3 separate regions of the Sus scrofa genome follow, and regions 1 and 3 are each linked to region 2. The links are chromatin contacts, called in public Hi-C maps. All regions are on one chromosome and are shown on one strand. Each heading gives the region's core, a stretch centred on a gene start, on an enhancer-like site or on the middle of the called end of the contact. The rest is flanking DNA. Distances are from core to core; before and after follow the strand shown.

What was found. A called contact is a pair of places that touch in the nucleus more often than the background predicts.
Region 1: a contact with region 2 is called in a Hi-C map of liver, with 2.9 times the contacts expected there. The contact joins the promoter of TMEM79 here to the promoter of LMNA in region 2. A contact is called at or near these places in 3 of 47 Hi-C or Micro-C datasets (embryonic fibroblasts and liver) and 2 of 2 datasets of contacts at active chromatin or transcription factors (alveolar macrophages and skeletal muscle).
Region 3: a contact with region 2 is called in a Hi-C map of liver, with 5 times the contacts expected there. The contact joins the promoter of KIAA0907 here to the promoter of LMNA in region 2. A contact is called at or near these places in 1 of 5 promoter capture datasets (fetal liver), 4 of 47 Hi-C or Micro-C datasets (heart right ventricle, liver and skeletal muscle) and 1 of 2 datasets of contacts at active chromatin or transcription factors (alveolar macrophages).

What each region holds. Positions count from the first base shown.
Region 1 is chr4:93,767,490-93,770,326 of Sscrofa11.1, reverse strand. It overlaps TMEM79 (transmembrane protein 79), which reads left to right and starts at 1,487. Exons shown (of 4, transcript XM_001927978.5): 1 at 1,487-1,814.
Region 2 is chr4:93,924,911-93,927,642 of Sscrofa11.1, reverse strand. LMNA (lamin A/C) reads left to right here and starts at 1,359. Exons shown (of 13, transcript NM_001111257.2): 1 at 1,359-1,461.
Region 3 is chr4:94,096,951-94,099,650 of Sscrofa11.1, reverse strand. KIAA0907 (UPF0469 protein KIAA0907 homolog) reads right to left here and starts at 1,440. Exons shown (of 15, transcript XM_001928648.6): 1 at 1,309-1,440; 2 at 590-806. The coding sequence starts at 1,346.

The DNA.
Region 1 (2,837 bases), core at 238-2,737, 160 kb after region 2:
CAGTTGCACAGTTGCAGGCCAGGGGGCCTGCTGCTACCAAATCTCGCGAAAGTCGTTTTCCCTCCCGGGAAGTTGCCAGAACTAACTCTGGGCGGCATGGCCTCTTTCCGGCTTCTGCAAGCCCTTGTGAAAAACTTTATTGACAAAGTTGCCAGAGAGCGAACAGCGGACTCTAAGGAGGGCTGAGCCTAAGCAGATGGGCTCACAGCTAGGAGTGTGGCTTTGCCTTGTCTGACTGTGGTCATTTGGTTCGTTTTTCTGTCGCCCCCATTTGAGTCGAGCCTCTTTCAGGTTACTAGTTACAGTGATTCTAATTCTCTCTTTTCCCCCATTATTTAAACAAGCAAAAAACTTGTATGTGAAATTTTTTTTGGAAAGAACCGAGTATGACAAGGCCTTCCAAGATAAGACTCTTACACAGACACCTCAGCCCTTCAGCTTCCGACCCCAACCCAAAGATTTCCACTTGCATGTTCCTCACTTACTGTTCCAGTAAACATTTATTGAACATCTGCTGTCTTCCAGCCACAGTGCTGGATTTTGGAGTCACAGAGATGAGCAATTCAGACATTGTCCCTCCCCTTACGAAGCTCTAATGACTTAAGGGGAAAAGATCCACAGGAATGAGAAGTTACACCCTTACATTTCTGCCCCCTGGTCCTCCCATAGGAAAGATCACTGTGGATTCCTATTGCTGTCTTTTTTTTAATGGCCACACTCTCAGCATAAGGAAGTTTCCAGGCTACAGATTCAATCCAAGCCATGGCTGTGATCTATGTGACCAGAACCACTGCAGTCACGTTCTTAAACCACTGTGCCACGGTTTTTGTAACCTTAAACCTAACCTAAAAAGCAAGGTGCTTAGGGAGATGTTCCTGAAACAACCTGTCTTTCCTTTTTATTGGCCTTTCACTTGTTGTTCCTCTGCCTGAAACACCCATTCTCCTGATTCCCAGCAGGTCTCAACTCAAATATCACTTTGGCAAAGAAATTTTCCTATTGAAATTGTCTTATTGATTTATTTTCTAGGCTTCTTTATTATCTGCTACCCCAACAGAACAAGCCCCTTAAGTCCAGAGACTTTGCCTGTCATCTCGTTCTTTCCTATGTCTATGCCCAGAATAGTGCCTAACTAATAACAGGTGCTCAATAAATATTGAATGAATAAGTGTAGAAATTCCACCTCTCTTTTGGGTGTTTTCCAACCTACTCCAACATCCTTTTTTTTTTTTTGGTCTTTTGTCTTTTTAGGGCCACACCGCAGCATATGGAGGTTCCCAGGCCAGGGTCCAATTGGAGCTGTAGCTGTCATCCTACACCACAGCCACAGCAAAGCAGGATCCGAGCTGCGTCTGTGACCTACACCACTGCTCACAGCAATGCCAGATCCTTAACCCACTGAGCAAGGCCAGGGATCGAACCTGCATCCTCATGGATACTAGTAGGGTTCATTAACCACTGAGCCATGACAGGAACTCCCCAAGCACCTTCTGATGCACAAACCCATTCTTCCCCCTTTGCTTTCCTGTGCTGGGAGTTCCTACAAAACCCATGTTCCTAGAACACACTTACCTCTAGGCTCAGCTGCACCCCCACTTTCAGAGAGCATGACGTCCTTCTCTAAGGCTTTTTCTGTCGGCAGATTCAGCAGGGCGGGGCCTGCCCTTTAATCTGGGCCCCACCTGCTCTGGTCAGACAGGTTTGGAGACCCAGGTAAAGGGAGGGAGACGGAGAGAAATACTTGCAGAGCCAGCAGCGAGCTAGGCAGCTCCTTCCCGGACGCTGGGGACCCTCTACCTCTCTCCAGATGGAAAGTAAGTGGGTGTCACGGGTCCAAACATTAAGGGATCGGAGGTCCTTGAGCAGTGAAGGGAGGGAAGTTAGCCTCATCCAGAAGCAGTGAGATGGAGGACGGCAGGGAGGGGAGAAAGACAGGAGAGGAGGCATGGGAAACAGCTTTGATTAGACCTAGAGGTCAAAATGGACAGACCCAGGCCCTTCAGATGTGGAGTGGGTTGGTGAGAAGTTTGAAAACCGACCAAGTATCCAGATTGGAGACGAAAGAACAGGGTCCCCTGCTACTGCCAGCTCCTTGGGACAGATTTGTTGGCAAATCGTTGGTATAAGTTGCCAGGAGAGTTCCAGTCCGGGGTCTTCAGGGGAAGGCAAGGTTTGGAAGTGAAAGGGAAGCTTCTCTGTCCACGAGAAGGTCTTTAGCAAGAAGAAAGCCCTTGGCAAATTTCTAGACACCTCCTTTTCCTCTCATTCCTGCATTTGGGTGGCCATGACCCCAGGGGTTTTGGTGGAGAGGGGCAGGAGATGTGGGTGGAGGCGAGGCCACAGCTGCCAGGGCCTGTGCCCCCTGACTCACCCTCTCCTGGTGAATAGCATTTGATGTCGAAAGGGTGTCTCCATTTCAGCTGCTCACTTCCCTCCTGCCTCACTCTATTTCAACACAAGGACCATGTTCTCCCTAAGGTCCCAGATGGGGCTAAAGCCCACCGTAAGACCAGCTGAGCTTCGGTTCTATCAACCCAGAAAACAGCAGCTTTTTTTTTTTTTTTTTTTTTTTTTTTGGCCTTTTTATTTTAGGTCCGCACACGGGGCATGTGGAGGTTCCCAGGCTGGGGGTGGAATCGGAGCTATAGCTGCTGGCCTATGGCACAGCCACAGCAAGGCCAGATCCAAGCCACGTCTGCAACCTATACCACAGCTCGTGGCAACGCCAGATTCTTAACCCACTGAGCAAGGTCGGGGATTGAACTCGAAACCTCATGGTTACTAGTTGGATTCATTTCCACTGAGCCACTACAGGAACTCCAAGAGCAGCAGCTTCT
Region 2 (2,732 bases), core at 110-2,609:
TGGCTCCCCCATTACCTGCCACTCAGGGGTCAAGGGCCAAAGTGAAGTGGGCTCTCAGGGAGCCCTGTAAGCTTTGGATTTACTAGACAAAGAGGGCAATTGGGGTGTTACTCTGGGGCTAGCCTGTGGGCTGGCATAGGGATAGTGGGACAGGGGAATCTGGGGAGCTGGATCAAGGCAGGTCTAGAAAGGAGGGGGTTGGCTTGCATGATGTCCTTAGACTCCTCCCAGCTCTGAAGTTCTGGCTTCTAAGCAATGACTGATGAAGCACTGGCCCAAGGCAGTCCCTTCCATCCCATGGAGTCTCCCTCCAGGAGCTCCTGACCTTGGCCAAGGCCCTGCCCATCCACCTGCCACACGTGGCCGCCACTAATCCAGAAGTGCCCTTTGATCTGTTCCCCCATCAGGAAATCTCCTGCAGATTAACCACCATCCTCCCCGGGGAGAATTTGCTTTCCCAGTTGACCTCCCTGGGGTGAGTGCCAAGGGCTAGCCTTGGAAGGGGACCCTGAGGAACTTAGGGGCTGCAGGGGCTGGGAACCCAGGTTGGTTTTATGGTGAGGCTAAGCAAGGTGAAGCTCAGGGATCCACAGTGGCACAGGCCTTCCCAAGACCCTTAGAGGAGCCTGACCAGGTTTCCACGTGTTCACTTATCTGTGTGAAATCTGTAAAAGATATTCTCATATTTTTAAGATAGAGCCTCCCCACAAAAATTGGATGGACACTTAGGAAGACCAACTGTCCGGTTTTGCCAGGAACTGTTCGGGTTTGAGCACTGCAAGGCCCTTGTCCTAGGAAACTCCTCAGTGCTCTGCAAACAGGACAGGTGGCCACTAGTTTCAGGCCCCACATTGGGTAACGTTTGCTCAGCACCTGGACTGGGGGTGGGGGGGGAAACAGGGATCCTTTTCTGCCTCACTTCCTGGAAGCCTCTCGGCGCCTAGGGCTTGGGGACCCTTTTCGCCGGCCCCAGTTCTGGAGTTGTGGCGCTTCTGTTTGTTTCCTTGGCAACAGGGAGAGGAAACCCCCATTTAGGAGACCCGGGAGGCCCCGGCAACCACACACACACAGACACACACAGACTCACAGGCAGCCGCCCACACGCAGGCGCCTGCGTCAGAACCAGCCGTCAGCACTGCCCGCCTCCGGGCGGCGGGGGCGGGGGGGCGGGAGAGGAACCACCCCGCCGGAGTCCGGAGTCGCCCTACCAGCCCGAACCGATCTGCCCTGGAGGGAACAAGCCCCGTCCCCTTGGCTCCGCCCACGTCTCCGGGGCCCCGCCCCTTCCTACGTCTACCTCCCCTCCCCCACCCTCACCAGGTGGGGCGGGGCCAAAGCTGGGAGATAGGGAGCAGAGAGGACGAAGTCACTGCGGAATTCCTCTTTGGCTCTTGTCTGGTGTGTACCGTGGCAGTATTTTGGTGTGTATTGTGACGGTTCCAGGAAGCCTGAGGCTCACAGGTGGGGCGGCTCTCTGGGCCCATTTGAGTGGGGGATGGGGTTTGGAATGTCGGGCAGGGACTCCTGGGCAGACTCTCGGATTTTGCTGTTGGATGGAGCTCCTTTGGGGTCTGGACTGAAGGGAGGTGGGATGTAGTTAACCTGGAGGCAAATCCCTGGAGTTTGGGACCTGCTTCTGTCTCTTGTTGTGTGGCCTGGAGCATATCAGTTAACCTGGCCCAAGTCTCAATCTCCGTATCTGTATAATGGGCATCATGGTGTTTGCTTTGTGCATCTCAGAGAGGTTTGAGAGGGTTAAGGTAGTAATCTGGATTGTGAAAAGATGACACCTGGGAGACCTGCCCAGCCAAATGTGAAGTGTAAAGGGTTGGTTCTGTGCTCATTATCTAGCGGCCCTGTCTGGCCTGGCTGGAGCACCCAGGGAAGATAGCCAGCCCTACACTGACCCCTGCAACCCCTGCCTCATCATGGTAGCGATAATGCCCATCCCTTGAGGTCGATTAGCCCCTTCCAGTATGTCCAGAGTGATGTCCTGTCTCCTACAGTAGTGTGAAATAGGGTCCGAGTACTATTTGGGGGTTTCTGGCTGTGTTTGGGCAAATCTTAGCTTCTCCAGCCTGAGAAGCCCACTTTGTAAAGAGAGGGGTTTAATTCTCAGAGCCCTGGGGGCCTCTTAGGGGAGGGGCAAAGGATCACCAGGCAGGGGTCCCTAAACTTCCCTGCTAGAGAGACTCTGCCTCTGTCATTTAGTATATTGGGCTTTTGGGGTGAAATTTCATTCAAATGAGGGGTTCACTGGCTTTACAAAAGGCCATCAAACACGCTCCTTCTGAGGGCCTTCCCAGCTAAACTAAGCCAAGCTAATTGTTCTAAGCCTGCATCATTCCATCTAGCTGGGTCCGGATGGGAAGAAGGCAGTTACTCAGCTGGACTATCTTAGGTCAATTAGTCAACTTCTCGGAGTTTGGGTTTTTGGTATATAAAATGCAGATAATAATACCTTCCTCATAAGGCTGAAGTCAAGATGAAGTGGGATCAGCCCCACATGGCCCCTAGCCCAGTGCCTGGTATGTGGCAGCTACTTAAAGAACAGCCAGGTCCTTCCATACCACCTGTGCAGGAGTGACTCAGCAGTTCAACAGGTGTTTAGTACTTGACCCTGTGATCAAAGAATGAATAAGACAGGGACCCTCCCTCCAAGCACTCTAGGGAGTTCCTGTTGTGGCTCAGGGGAAACAAACCTGACTAGTATCCATAGGGATGCAAGTTTG
Region 3 (2,700 bases), core at 191-2,690, 170 kb before region 2:
ACCAGCTGCACCACAGGAGTACTCCTAAATCTATAGATTTAATTAGAGATATTTTAAAGCTCACCACGATTTATCTGATTTTCTCTTTTGACTTCAGGGGAAATGCACATGTATCAAAAAACCTATTACATCACTGCTTTAAATGATCATGTAGACAGAACTAGGGCTGAACTAAGGGAACACAGACAAAACAAGTTATTTGGTCCATAAATGTAACTTAGCCCAAGCAAAATTGCCTCCTAGGAGTTCCCATCCTGGCTCAGCAGAAACGAATCTAACATCCATGAGGATGCAGGTTAGATCCCTGGCCTTGCTCAGTGGGTTAAGAATCTGGTGTTGCCGTGAGCTGTAGTGTAGGTTGCAGACAGGGGGCTCAGATCTGGTGTGGCTGTGGCATAGCAGCTGCAGCTCTGATTTGACCCCTGGCCTGGTAACCTCCATATGCCGCTCCTGCAGCTCTAAAAAGAAAAAAAAAAAAAAAAACTAAATTACTGTACCCCCACCCCCGAGAGTGTCTCCTTAAGACAAATGATTGTGAGATTACAAGATTACAAACTGCAATCAGCAGAATCCCCTCAACTTCAAATACCTTCTCAGCAGCATTCTGAGTTGGTTTAAGCTTTCCTTTGGCCATAAGCATGGCATTGATCTTAGCAGCCACAGCAGCAGCAGCGTCCAAGGCTCCAGAGGGAGCAGCTGTGGAGCCCCCAGGGCTTCCCCCACTGCTGGTAACCTCCCCACCTGGGGCTGCTGGTGGCAGGAAGAGAAGGGGGGCTGGAGCTGGTTGGTCCCATTTGCTGCGGCGCCTACAGGAAGAGGAAAATATTAGGCCACAAAGTTTTTACTATTTTTCTCCCCTTACTACACCTTAGTACCCCATTTTCCCGCTATCAGGCTCCCTTTACACTTTCGAATCTACTATCAGAGCTAAAATTACCATCTCTCCTTAAACAGACAACCACTGCAATATTTCCCCAAATCCTCACTTCTTTCAACCCTTTTCCTGAATCTACTTCCTTTCTACTCCGTCATCCCTATTAAAAGATTCTGGTGTCCTACAACCCTTCGTTCTCACCTTCCCTTTTGGCTCGTCATTCCCAAAGTCCCTGCTTTTCTCCTTTCTCTGATCCCCGCTGGCCTTTTTCTGGGGCCCCAGGCCTGCTCACGATCCTTCGCCCCCAAAGTCCGGCCCTCAAATACATACACTTCCCACCCAAGCGCCCCTCTACCCAGACGCTGCTTCCCATGATCCCTCCGCCTCTCCTGGGCCTCATGCTCGCTGCGATGCCCTCGCCAGAAAAGCTTTACCCGCCAGCTCCAGGATGTGTCGCGCTCCCCGCGGACATGGCGACCGGCTCTGATCAACCACCCGCCAACTACCCCACTACCTCCTTCCCGTCACTTCCGCCCCCAACGCCCTTACGCACAGCCTCTTCCGGTCGTGAGGCAAAGCGGTTCCGGTATAAAAGTCTATTCCGATTGGACTCCTGTTGATGTCAAGGCTTCTGGCCTTATTTGAAACAGATGGGGTGTGGCCTTCCTGCTTGCGCTTTCCCTTGAGAAAGATGGCTGCTAAATCTCATATTAAGGAAGAATTGGGGCAAGAAGAATCCATCTTTCTTGTGGGCAAGTCGCTAGCCAAGAGTACAACACGCATGAGTAAGGAAAATTAAACAGGTTTCTCCCCAAATTCAGTCACATTCTTGTAGAGTCCCAGCCGCTGACCTGGGACAGCGCTTTCCCGCGGCTTTTGCAAACTTCAAGTTTCAGTTACCTGCTTAGGGAAAAGGAAAGGACTCATCCCAAAAATTATTTGAAGATTTTTTTCTTTTCATTTCTGCGCGCCTGTCCCTGTTTTAAGAGCAGGGGGTCCTGCCTTTCTGACACTTAGAATGTGGCGTGGTGGCCACGCCGGGTATTACATAGAATAGGTTATAATAAACAAAGGTGGAGAAGATAAATGCTCAACTTGGTGGAGCTAACACGCAAGTATTTGAAAGTCACAGAGCCCTTCCAGTGAGGGCTAAAGAAGTGACCCAGCCTAGGTTATGAAATGGGAACTCCAAGGAGTCTCTACATAGAATCAATAAAATACAATGCTATTCTTGCAAACAAGTTTATGTACTGACAGGATTAACAGAATACAAATTCATTTAAAATTCACATTTTTAGGCGTCCCCGTTGTGGCTCAGTAGGTTAAAAACCTGACTAGTATCCATGAGGATGCAGGTTGGATCCCTGGTCCTGCTCAGGGACTTAAGTTGCTGTGGCTGTGGTGTAGGGCAGCTGCAGCTCCTGTTTGACTTCTATCCTGGGAACTTCCATGTGCCACACCTGTGGCCCTAAAAAAAAAATTTAAAGCCACATTTATAGTGTTTTCCCTTCAGCATTTAATAAATAAATGTCCCATATAAACATCTATTTCTGCATTCTTTTCTATTGCATGAATCTATTTTTTCCTTTGCTATAGTGTTTTGTGTGCGTGTGTGAGCTTTATTTGGGCCACACCTGTAGCATATGGAAGTTCCCAGGTTAGGTGTCGAATTGGAGCTACAGCTGCCCACCTACATCACAGTGACAGCAACACCAAATCTTTAACCCTCTGAGTGAGGGAACATTTAACCCAGGGCTTGAACCCACATCCTCATGGGTACTAGTCAGGTTCATTATCACTGAGCCACAATGGGAACACCTGCTATA